Regions from separate parts of the Gossypium hirsutum genome. Here all the other regions are linked to region 2. The links are chromatin contacts, called in public Hi-C maps. All regions are on one chromosome and are shown on one strand. Each heading gives the region's core, a stretch centred on a gene start, on an enhancer-like site or on the middle of the called end of the contact. The rest is flanking DNA. Distances are from core to core; before and after follow the strand shown.

Region 1 (3,900 bases), core at 1,037-3,536, 280 kb after region 2:
TTTTGGAGATCGAAATACAAAATTCTTTAATAGACGAACACTATAGATGAGAAAGCATAATCGAAATGATGTTTTGAAAAATGAATTGGGTGATTGGATTTTAGATAAGGATGAGTCGAAACAAGAGGCGATAAACTTCATAAGAAATTATATGGTGAGCATCCTGGGAGAATAAGCAATTTACATTCTAGTTCCTTTCCATCTCTTGAACAGAGAGAGCTTTATTTCCTTAGCAAATTGGTATCTAATGAAGAAATTAAGACGACATTCTTTGATATGACACCTTTAAAGGCTTCAGATAGTGGCGGTTTTCATGCCCTATTTTATTAGAGTTAGTGGGAGCATGTTGGTCTATCTGTATGCTATTGGGTTAAAAGGATCTTCTCTAGAGAAGCCATTAATTCAGATATTAATAATTCTCTTATTGTACTTATTCCCAATGTCCAAAATCCAGAAATCTTTTCCCACTTTTGTCCAATCATCCTTTGCTTAGTGCTATACAAAATGGTTATGAAAGTCATCGCTAATAGATTTAAGGTTGTGTTTCCAAATTTTATTGGCCCCAAACAAGCCAGTTTTGTTGTAGGGAGGAATATAAACTATAATGTCATTATTGCTTAGGAAGTCATACATTCTATTAGAAGTAAGTAGAAGAATAGAAGTTGGATGGCCATCAAAATCAATCTTGGGAAAGCATACTTTCGCGTTCGATGGGATTTCACAGACGCATCCCTCTAGGCTACATGTATTCTTAATTTACTTCATACTTTCATTATGTCAGCTATTTCTAGTTCTATTGTACAAGTATTATAAAATGGAATCCCAACGCAGAAGTTTTGGCCAAGAAGAGAAGTTCGCCAAGGATGCTCGTTATCACCTTATCTCTTTATTTTCTGCAAGGAGTGGTTGGGACATGGTATTCGTGCAACCATGGATACTGGTAAATGGTCTTCTATCTGTTTATCTAGAATAGGTCCACCTCTTTTACATATCTTTTTTGTAGATGATTTGATTCTCTTTGATCATACGAATAAAAAATAGACGAGAATCGTTAAAGAAGTTTTGGATACATATTGTGAATACTCGGGCCATAGTTTTAACATGCAAAAATCAAGCATTTTCTTTTCTAGAGAGGTTAGGGAAGATCTAGGAAGGCGCATAAGTAGGTTGTTTGGGTTTCAAGTGGTGCAGAATCTTGACTCGTATTTAGGAATTCCCCTTTTTCATGAAAAGGTTACAAATAGCACCTTGTGTTTTGTTGTTGACAAGGTGCGAAACAAACTTTTTAGTAGGGTTGCTAGACAACCATCTTTAGCCGGTAGAGTAACTTTGGCGCAGTTGGTTTTACTCTTGATTCTAAGCTACTTTATGCAATCGATGATGATCCGAAAAGGCTTGTGTAATGAGATTAAACAAATGGTCAGATAGTTTATTTGGGGGTATTCTAGATGTACAAAAAAGATGGCCTTGGTTAGCTGGGATTTGGTTTGCCAACCTAAAGCGCATGGTGGGCTTGGTATAAGGTTTTTGCGAGATCATAATACCTCTTTTATAATGAAGTTGGGGTTCAATATCGTGTTTAACTCTTCTGCTCTGTGGGTTAGTGTTCTCCAATCAAAGTATAGGGTCCAAAGTGGCTTCTTATCCATGAAAATTTACTTTGTTCTGTTGGAGATGGTAGAAGTATCAACTGCTGGCGAGATTATTGGGTCCTAAACATTGGGCCTTTGTGTAAAAAGATATCTCCTATTTCTAATCTTGATATGGAATGTACACTCAGTGATATGGTTACAGAAAATGGTGAATGAAATTTGAATTTTTTTCGAATTTAGGTTTTAGAGAAGGTCATTCAACAAATTATGGGAGTTCCACCATCCCAACCTAATTTTGGTACAGATAAAATAATATTGGGGAGGTATCACATTTGGTTTTTTTTCCATTAAAAGTGTGTATGAAAAGCTACAGGAAGGGTTATAGTATTCGAAAGAACCAATTTGGCAGCTTCCATAGAAATTTCAAGGTCCACAAAGGGTTAGATTTTTTATATAGCTTGCCCTTAAATAATGGTTGCTCACTAATGCAAAAAAGACAAGAAGAGAAATTGGAATGGATACTACTTGTGGAATTTGTGACCATAATTATGAAAATGTGATACCCATACTTAGGTCATGTTTGGTTGGGGAATTTATAAATGGATTTCAACCCAATTTGGTGGGCCCACCACCAAAAGTTAGTTTAGCTGGCTGTAATGGTATTACAACGTGAATCCATTCCCGCTCTATTACAGGAAAAGACTAAATAGCCATTCTCTTCCTTCACCACTGAATTCTTATTCAATCCCGTAGAGTAATTTCTTTTTCCTATTTTCAATTTTTGCCCTCACCTTTACCCAGAGAGAATGAAGAAGCTGTAATGGGAACCATCATCTTCTCCTTCGATCTTGCTGGTAACTTTCTTTCCTTTTCATCTCTACGTTTCCCTTTTTTCCTTTGGTTGCAGAGGAGACCTAGGTCAATCTATTGAAATTGTCTCTTCATTCTCAAATAAATGCGTTAGAAACTTCTAAGAATAAGAATGTCTTTGAGTAAAATGTCGGATACATCCATTTGGGTTATCGGTGAAAGTGGGTCTATCTATGAAAGGTTTTGGAATGGAGTTCAATAGGTGATAGCACCACATGACTTGTAGATATTAGCAGGTTGTGCAGTTTCTATTTTGATAGTCAACCAGACAATTTCTTTCATAATAATAAATCAAAAGATATTTCTATTGTTTTCTTCAATCCCTTAGACCACACTCCCCCCCTTCAGATCGGTATGTAACATTCTCCGTGTCTCTATATTTCCTCTTTCCTTTTTAACGAATCATATTAATTAGTTTTCATCGATTTATCGATTGAAATTTTCTTTTGCTTTTTGTTTTTGGTTTGTAGATTTTGTTTCTATGGCCAAGAGCTCCTTTAAGTTGGAACACCCTCTCGGTTCGTCTTCATCATCTTTTTTTATTCGATGCTGTTGCTGTTGATCTTATGACGCCCCAATTTTAATATTTTCCCCTATTAATTTACTCTAACCCTTGAAATTTTTCTTCTTTTTCCCGGTCATTCCATTTTTTTAATTGTTGCAATATTTCCCAGTGATAGAATCAATTTTGGAACACCTAATTTAGAGATAATAATAATCAGACAAATAATAATGGGTTTGGAAAAAAGAACAATTTATCATGTTATATTTATAATGTTGAAGTGTTTGTTGTTTGTTTTGTGCTAGAAAGGAGGCAAGCTGAAGCTACACGCATTAGGGAAAAGTATCCAGACATAATCCCAGTATGTCATATTTGATTTATATATATTTGAATGCAACTTTAGACTTGGTATTTTATATTTCTATCACTTTCAATACACTAATAATAATTTGTGTGATATAAATTTTGAGATAATTAACATTGGTGTTTGATTGTTTGGTGTAGGTTATTGTTGAAAGGGCCGATAAAAGCGATGTGCCTGATATTGATAAGAAAAAGTCAGTTATTCTTTCTCTACTTATTCTTATGTGGGCGTGGGTTCTAACTAATATGGATAAATATTTCCTAGTTTAAAAGGTTATATAACTAGTAGTGTATACAAGACATGTTCTTGCAAGCTAACTTAGGTTTGGCTTGTCATTCATGATTATCAAGTCGAGCTTAAGCAAACCAACTTAGATGTCCTAATGCTAGATTCTAGTAGGTTGCAAGTGTAATCCATCTCTTTTTTTTTAAAAAAAAAAATGTAAGATATATATATTAATTAATTTTGAATTTTTTCAATTTTAACTCAAGCTTGAGCACAAATAATTGAGCTTGAAGTTGAGCATGAGGATCAAAATCATTTTTACTAGATAAACGAGCTTAATCAAGTCA
Region 2 (3,990 bases), core at 1,402-3,901:
ACTTTCTTTTAGTGAATATATTCATTACAATGCTTCTATTATCTTGGTGTTCAAAATTTGTTATTTCTTATTAACTTATGCATAACTCATTATAAAATGTAACGAAGACAAATATATTGTTGGAATAAAAATTTATGGTTTCTTTATTTATGTCATATATATTTATTTCGCAATAATAATAAAAAAATACATCAATCGTGCCGTGGGGGAGAATGTGTGCCGTAAGTTAGTAGACAACACTCGCGATGAGGATTTCTGTGCACAACCGGAGATGCGGGCCTATAAACTTCCTCACTGCATCGTCCTCATTATCATCGCCTTCACCCCCACCTTCTTGCTCATCTCTGTCTCTACTGTCGTCATCGTTATCGTGTTCGTCTTCGTATTTATCTTCATCTTCACCTTCATCTCCATCTCCTTCTTCCGCACTCAAGTAAGGTGTTGTCTTAGCATCCAATCGTATATCCTCCACTCCATCGATAAACAGTTGTGTTGATAACCCACCCGGATAAAATAATGATGCTGGTGGTGCTTATGTCACTATCGACGTGTAACCATAAGGTGCCATAAAACCCGGATACATCAGGGTGTGCGAGAGACATCGGTGGTGCCCAAAATATGTACCTATGAGAAGAGAAAAATTGAGAATATGCAGCAGTGGTGCGTAGTGCGATGCTTGTGAAAACAAACATGGGGTTAGTGAAATGAACAAGAATAAGTGGAGTGAACTGACCGAGATATTGCGTAGACATAGGCACTGCTACTGGGGTGGTCATCGTTGCCTCTTCTAATGAAGTTACCTACTCCTCGCCTCCATTGATAGCAGATATAACTTATTGGTAACTCTGAAGCACGGCAAGTACTCCAAACAAGCCGTCGTGTCTACTAAGAAAAATGGTTCGCAGATGGGTAAGAATTCAATCCTATGATTCCAAGCCTCGATATAGTCCTTGTGAATCTCTCTTCAATCCTCATCGTTTTTCCCCCGCATCTTCACGTTGTACAGCTCCTTCAAGTCTCGCGGTGTTGGCAGAATTTGTTGTTGATACCCAAATTGCAGCAGGAGCAGGCAACCACTGATTGACATCTTACCCAATTTTGTGGCCCAATACAACTCCTAGTATAACGTGGCCAACACGGCTAATCCTAACTCAATTTTTTGCATTCTTTAAAGTCTACTAGGTGTAGTAGCCACCTTATGTGTACCAAATTTTAAGATTTATTGGGTATCAAACTTGTTCGGGACCTTCCTTAATAATGCTGTACAAATATCCTTTTTTACAGAAAATATTTGTTGTTCCCGTGACGATCTGTCCATCAACCGGTAGACCGAGTTGTAACGCCATGTCCTCTAGTGTGATTGTACGCTAGCCACATGGAAGATAGAAAAGTGTGCGTCTGAGGCCTCCATCTTTCCACCAATGCGCTGATGAGTCTAGGGTCAAGTTTGCAGCCCTCGAACATATGAGATGTATGCAAGAATCCCGCCTCTTGCAAGTAACCATGAATTTCAGTGATTGGAGGCGTTGACAAATTATGTATGAACGCCTCCAAAACATGGTCATCTACTTATTTATAACGACTGAAAATTATTTTAATTTATAAAAAATTTAAATTTAACTTAATCAAAAATAATAAAAATTAAATTTTTGTCTTACCATTACTGCTTGAGCGACATAAATGTGATTGTGGTCGAAATGAATTAGAGAGGTTGTTATTAATGAAAATTTAATTCGAACAAATAAAATACAGAATAATTAAAAAAATAATATTTTTGAACAAGAATATCGAAAAATTTAGAACAAGAACTTGAGAAAATTGAGAGAATATGATGTGAATGAAAAATAAATAAATTTGGGGTATTTATAGGTAAACAAAAATGACTGTTGTCCTTTTTTATCGTTGCACGACCAACGTTCAAATGACCGTTGAGGAAAAACTCGTCCATCTGGGCACGCTTTTCATTTCTCTTTTCAAAAATGACTTATTTCTCTAAATTTTTTAAAAAATGACTTATAACCTTAATTAAGAAAACAACATAATTACCTAATTTAGCCTACTATTAACTCAACACTCATATATATCACATATTCTGAAAAATAACTTTTCGAAGGAACCTAAGAAATAATTAAACTTTTTTACAATATTCAAGAAAAAAAACTTAGAAATTGTAAAATAAATCAAAATCAAAATTACATTAAACTAAAAACTAAAAACTTAAAAATATACTAAATTGTTCTTTAAGTGTGAACTTTTTTAGTATTATTTACTAAGATTTTATATTTTATATTTTACATGACATGTCACTTTTAATATACTTTACTACATGTCAATTTTTCATTATAATCAAATCAATTACTAATAATTTTTGTTAATAAAAGAATATCTTTTTAGCTCAATTGGATGCAATTTTTTTAAATGCTAAATTTATTGTTTTTTATTGGGAGGTTGTTTGACCCTCAAAGGTTTATTTTTCTAATTTATACTTCATTAAATTAATTTTTGAAAGGGATAAAATATTTTTATATTTAATATAAATATTAAAGAGAGATTCAAAATATTTGGTGTCACGGCCCATCCACTCCTATTAGCGTCGGCCCTAGGTAATTTCCTCTCATTTTAGGACCAAACCGGACCCAAATCAAAATCCCAACCGGACCCAGATTTCTCTCTTCTAATTTGTCCTAAAACCTTTCTTTTCTTTTTCTCTCAGCTCCACCGTCCAAGAAAGAGAGAGAGACAGAAAGACGAAGGGAGAGCTTCGTTTCATTTCAAAATCTCGATTTTTGTTTTCTTTTTTGCCCAAAATACCCTTATCTTACTTCTCAATGCCATATCCAGGTTAAACGCCGCCACCACAAAGAAATCCAGACTCCAAACAATGATCGTCCGAACCTACGGTCGCCGTAACCGTGGTTTAACCAGGACATTCTCCGACTCCCTAAACGACGACGTCTCCGACTCCCCTCCATTGTCCCAAGAAACGTTGCCGTCTCAGGACATCTACGATTTCCCTTTCACTACCACCCAGGAATCCTCTTCCTTATGGCCGTCCTCTCAAGAATTCATCGACGACGACTACAAGAACAAAATAAAAGCGTCCGTTAAACCAACCCAAAGAAGTTTCGAATTCGAAGATCCAAGAAACGGTGTTGTTAGAAGATCCAAGAAACAGAAGCAAAACCAGAGCAAGAACGAGGTAGGGTATTCTTCTATGCCGTGGATTTCGCCGACTTCGAGTCTGATGGAGGCTCAAGAATTCGGGGAAATGATGGAGCACGTTGACGAGGTTAATTTCGCGCTTGATGGGTTAAAGAAAGGCCAGCCAGTGAGGATCAGAAGAGCGAGTCTCTTGTCTCTGCTTTCGATTTGCGCCACTGCCCAACAGAGGAGACTGTTGAGAACTCATGGGTATGTTGAAATTCTTGATGGGTTTTTGGTTTTTAGGTTCTTTTGTTGAAATCTGTTGATATTGGCATCTGGGTAGTGTTAATTTAGGGTGGAGTTTTGAAATTTGAATTTAAATTTGGTTATGAAATAACTTTGTTGATTCAAACAGATTAAGGTGCACTTTGCTTCTTTTTGACCTTTTGTTTTAGACTTGGGGGATAATATGGATTAGTAATTTTAGGGACGTTACGCATATTTGAAATTTTGAATTCCCTTCTGGGAGTCTATAGACTATTCAACTATATTTGGCTTTCCGATAGAGTTAAAGGAAGATAAATGTATCAAAGATTTGGGTCTTGGATGAAAACGTAGTTTATTAGAAATTGTAAAGGGTTGGCGGTCTTGCATTCCCTTTCTGGGGTTGTGTAAGTTATTGATGTTTTTGATAGTTTATGCATAGAATTTGATTTTGTATTAATTTAAAGAACTCCTTTGGTGGTTAGATTGTGTTTCCAGTAGTATTAAGGACTGTTACATTCTGTTATATTTTATTTCCTTACTAGAATGTGGTTCAATTACTTAGTCAGTTTTTTCTTTGTC
Region 3 (4,324 bases), core at 215-2,714, 430 kb before region 2:
CGACTTTCTAGGATCTGTTTTGGGTCCTAAACACCTTCAAAATGATTTTAAATTGTTTCTAAAGCCTTTTAATTGCCTAAATTTTGGTTTAGTGATTTTATAAAAAAAAAATTTAAATTTCATCTCCTAAATACTTTTAAGAATTCTTGCTTGTACATGCTCCGGTGGCATCTTCCATCCGAACCGATTGTCGAGGTGAACATGGGGTGCTACATTATCTTCTATATTAGTGACTCCACTTTGTAGTAAACATGGATAGGTAACAACTAGACATGGTAGAATTTGAGAAGCATTAGGATAACTCAAGATACAAACAACATTCAAAAAGTGAACCAAAGCGCTCAGGTTGAGAAAAATACCATAAAGCTCTCTTATACTTGCTTTCCTTTCATGTTTAGACATTGTGATACAATAAAGAAATCAACTAATGTTCCTGATAATGATATGAGTTAACACAAAGCAACAAAATATAACCATGTTAATTAGTATTCTTAACAGTCCCACTGCTCCAGTAAGGTGACATTTAGTCCACTACACCAAAAATACGAAGTGTACAGCTGGGTTGTACAACATTCTCATTTGAAGACATGCACCACCGTACTCCCTCCAAAAATATATCAATTATTTAACCCTTTCAAGTAGTTGTTAATTTTTTGGGGTCGTTTTATACGTTGTATATAGTTTGTGTGGAATCCATATGTCCAATGATGATAAGCCCGTAAAAAAAGATACTTGAATTGTCTTTTTTTTTTTTAACTTTCAAAATAAAATTTCAAATTTTCTTTTAAATTTTGATGGGTGTGGCTAGGTTCATTCTAAAATACATTTTCAATAATTTTATACATTTTTAATTTTAAAAAATATATTTTTTTAAAATCTCAAAGTTTTAGGTATTTTAAAGAAAATTTTAGAATTTATGAAGTTTTATAGTATTTTATAGGAATTTTTGCAAGTTTTTAGGACTTTTTATTATATATTTTTTGAATTTTTAAGAATTTTAATTTTTTTAATTTGGCAGCGTGTGATTGGCTTAGGGGATTTTTTAAGAGAAAATGTAGATGGGGTAATGAGGTAAATAGAAGGAAAATACACAGGCCAAAGTGATAAAAATTCTCGAGGTACTAAACTAAGAATTTATGTATAGTAGATGGGCTAAAATATTTATATAAAAAAGATGAAATTTAAGATTTTGGAATGTAAAATTATTTAAGGAAGTGATGGTATTGAAATTATTCCCAACATAAAATAAAAATACAAGATAAACATAGAGCTTGTGAAGTCAATTTATAAATTATTTTATCTAAGCTGAACTCGAAGGGACCAAGCTTATTGGACCTTGGATACCAACACTTGGACCTATATAGTTAGGACCCAGGCCCATTCCATTTTAACTATTGTAAATTACCAAATTATTCAAAAACTCTATTTTTTATTACGAAAATAGCCTTTTAGTTCAAAATCCTGCCGATGGCCCGAAGTCACTACTCCAACCTTGATAATTGATGACTACTAAAACTGTTCCAGACTATCATTTCCTCTCTCCCTCTAATGGAAACCTTAATTTTTAAAACCCCATTCAAATTCAAAATCTCAAACACTCGAATTTCACCTTCCATTTTCCCTTCACGAGAAAGGATAGGGTTTCGTCACTTCTCCCGTACAAAATGCTTCCAAATCCCTGGAAGCCTCAATGTCTCTTCCGCCAAGGCTTTTTTATCAGCTGAACCCTCGAGTTATGGCGGGTGGGACGATTTTGAACCCGGTACTTGGTCTTCTAACTCTGGTGAGTCGATTCGGTTGCGTGATTTCCTTGTTTCTATCAGAATCGATGATAAGAAGCATGTATTTATGTTTTTGTCGGGGCTTGTTTGTGCCTTGGTGATTTCTAGGGTTAGAGTTTCTGCAATTATATTAATTTTGGCTTCTATTTTGGTTTTCGGTGTTGGGTTTTCATTTGGGTTTGTTAAAGGAGGGAGTTTCAATGATCTAAGTTCAAATAAAAGGAGGTCAAAGGAGGAATCTTCGAGAGTTTATAGCGAGAAACTGAGGAGTTTAGTGGATTTTTTTTATGGGTTTGATATTAAAATTAATAATTTGAAGAATAATATACAAAGAGCTATTGATTCTAACAGGATTAATGTAGCTGATTTGGAGAATTATGCTAATTTAGTGGAATCAATGAGGTTATCAGCTTCAAATGCTAAAAATATTGTTGAAGCTTCTATGGATAACGTTGGGAACTCTTATAGAGAGAATAAAAAACCATCAAGTAGAAAAAAGGAGGCTGGAGAAGCTAGGTTTGAGTTGTTACACTTTCTTGGGGCTTTGTTTGGTGAAAAACAGGTGGCTTCGAAGCCTAATAAAGTAACAGATACTAGTCAGTCAGAGAGTGTGGATACTGATTTAAACAATAAAACTCTTGGAGATGTTTCATTGCCCGCTGTTGAAGATATGGTTTTTAATTCACCTAATAACATCAAATGGGTTTCAAATCAAGGCTTTGCTCGAGATTCTTTAAATAAATCTGATTTGAATCGAGAAAGAGATAGGAAAATAGATGTTGATTTGGAGAATGAGAAAATAATGTCTGATCTTCTAGGTGGAAGTGCTACAAGATTTGTCAATAGTGAAGAATATAATTACGAGAGCAAAAGATTGCAGTATATGAACACTCATGACATTTCTTTCAGCTCAAGTCATGCGGATAAGAGGAAAAGATGGAAATCGGATGATAATCTACTTCATTCCATGGATTTCAGTGTCAGATTGGAACATATGGAAACTGAAGCTTTGTTTATACATGAGCAGCTGCATCATGAATCTAGTAGATCTTACAGGTTTTCTAACAACCAAGAGAAGATTGAAAATGAGGCATATGGAAAGAGGCAGCACTATGAACATGATTCTGACCTAGCTGATCGCCTAACTACAGCTGAGAATGAGGTCATTTCACCATCATCATCAAAGGTTGTTGATGATATGGTCTTCAACAAGTATCTTACAGAAGCTAGTGGTCTTCTTAAAGAAGCCAAAGAGTGTATGAAGGGAAGACATGATGAAGAGCGTGTAGAAGTCATCTTGAATACGTCTGCCTCATTACTCTTACAAGCCATCTCAATGAAGCCCATGAGCCTATTGGCTGTAGGCCAGTTAGGCAATACATATCTTCTTCACGGAGAATTGAAACTACATGTCAGTCGTGAGTTGAGGACTCTTCTTACTAAAAATGATCCCATAACTCATGAGAGGCCGCAAGGAAGAGTAGTTAACAGACTAGATCAATTTTCATGCAGAGATAAAATTATTTCCCTCTTAGTTAGTGCTTGTGAGGAGTGTGAAGATCTCCTTGTGAGAGCTGGGCAAAAATATCAGCTGGCATTATCAATTGATGGAGATGATGTGAGATCCCTATATAATTGGGGTCTTGCTCTGTCTTTTCGTGCACAGTTGATTGCAGATATAGGACCAGTAAGCACTTTCTGCAACTGAAATTTAATTTGTTGCTTATTGTATAATTATTCTTAGTCAAAAGGGAAACAATTGATCAACATTATGATGAGTGACCATCTAGCTAAAATCACTTGAATATTTGGGTGTGTGGGTCGGGGGTTGTTTTGGTGTGGGATTATAGTTGTTAATTGCAGAAATTTTAAATGTTGGATTACATCTTTCCATTTTCAGGAGGCTGCGTATGATGCTGACAAACTATTCTTGGCTGCAATCGATAAATTTGATGTCATGATGACTAGAGGCAATGTTCATGCACCTGATGGTATGTCTAGTTTTTTTTCATTTTTCTTTTCTTTTCTTTTTTTCTTTTTTGGTCTCAATTGAGAACTGGGATGTCACAATATTGAGATGTTAACTGAATTGAACTCATATGACCATTGTCAACTGATATATAGCCACCCAACAATTTAACTAAATCATGACCATGAAATTGATTGGGGTCTGCAATGTGCTAATTCAGTGGAGTCATTTTGATTGAGCATTAATGTCTTACCTGGTGTTCCAAATGGTATTAAATGTAGAAAGGCCCTAAAATTTATCTAAGCACATGCCCTTGTCTACATGATTATGTGTTATGTATGTATATTTTGGATTACGGGAATGGAGCATTTCTATTTGTTGAATGATGAATATGGTTTAACATGTATATTGAATGAATATTGAATATGGAATCCCCCTTATTTGAATTACAGCCTTCTTTAGATTGGGAGCCATCTTGCAGCAAAGATCTCGCTTAAGGCCTGGTAACGATAAAGAGAAGATGAAGTTGCTACTTCAGGCAAAGAGCTTATATGAAGATGCACTTCATATCGAC

What was found. Hi-C and Micro-C count contacts between places; a contact is called where the count stands out from the background.
Region 1: a contact with region 2 is called in a Hi-C map of leaf, with 3 times the contacts expected there. The contact joins the promoter of LOC107901671 here to the promoter of LOC107901668 in region 2. A contact is called at or near these places in 12 of 34 Hi-C or Micro-C datasets (anther, callus, hypocotyl and 2 more).
Region 3: a Hi-C map of leaf shows a contact between it and region 2, with 2.6 times the contacts expected there. The contact joins the promoter of LOC107901719 here to the promoter of LOC107901668 in region 2. A contact is called at or near these places in 2 of 34 Hi-C or Micro-C datasets (both in leaf).

Annotation. Positions count from the first base shown.
Region 1 is chrD06:44,429,022-44,432,921 of Gossypium_hirsutum_v2.1, reverse strand. LOC107901671 (gamma-aminobutyric acid receptor-associated protein-like 1) reads left to right here and starts at 2,286. Exons shown (of 6, transcript XM_016827759.2): 1 at 2,286-2,446; 2 at 2,933-2,980; 3 at 3,270-3,325; 4 at 3,469-3,521. The coding sequence starts at 2,413.
Region 2 is chrD06:44,714,209-44,718,198 of Gossypium_hirsutum_v2.1, reverse strand. It overlaps LOC107901668 (wings apart-like protein 1), which reads left to right and starts at 2,651. Exons shown (of 12, transcript XM_016827756.2): 1 at 2,651-3,411. The coding sequence starts at 2,882.
Region 3 is chrD06:45,146,174-45,150,497 of Gossypium_hirsutum_v2.1, reverse strand. LOC107901719 reads left to right here and starts at 1,464. Exons shown (of 3, transcript XM_016827822.2): 1 at 1,464-3,468; 2 at 3,682-3,772; 3 at 4,203-4,324. The coding sequence starts at 1,549.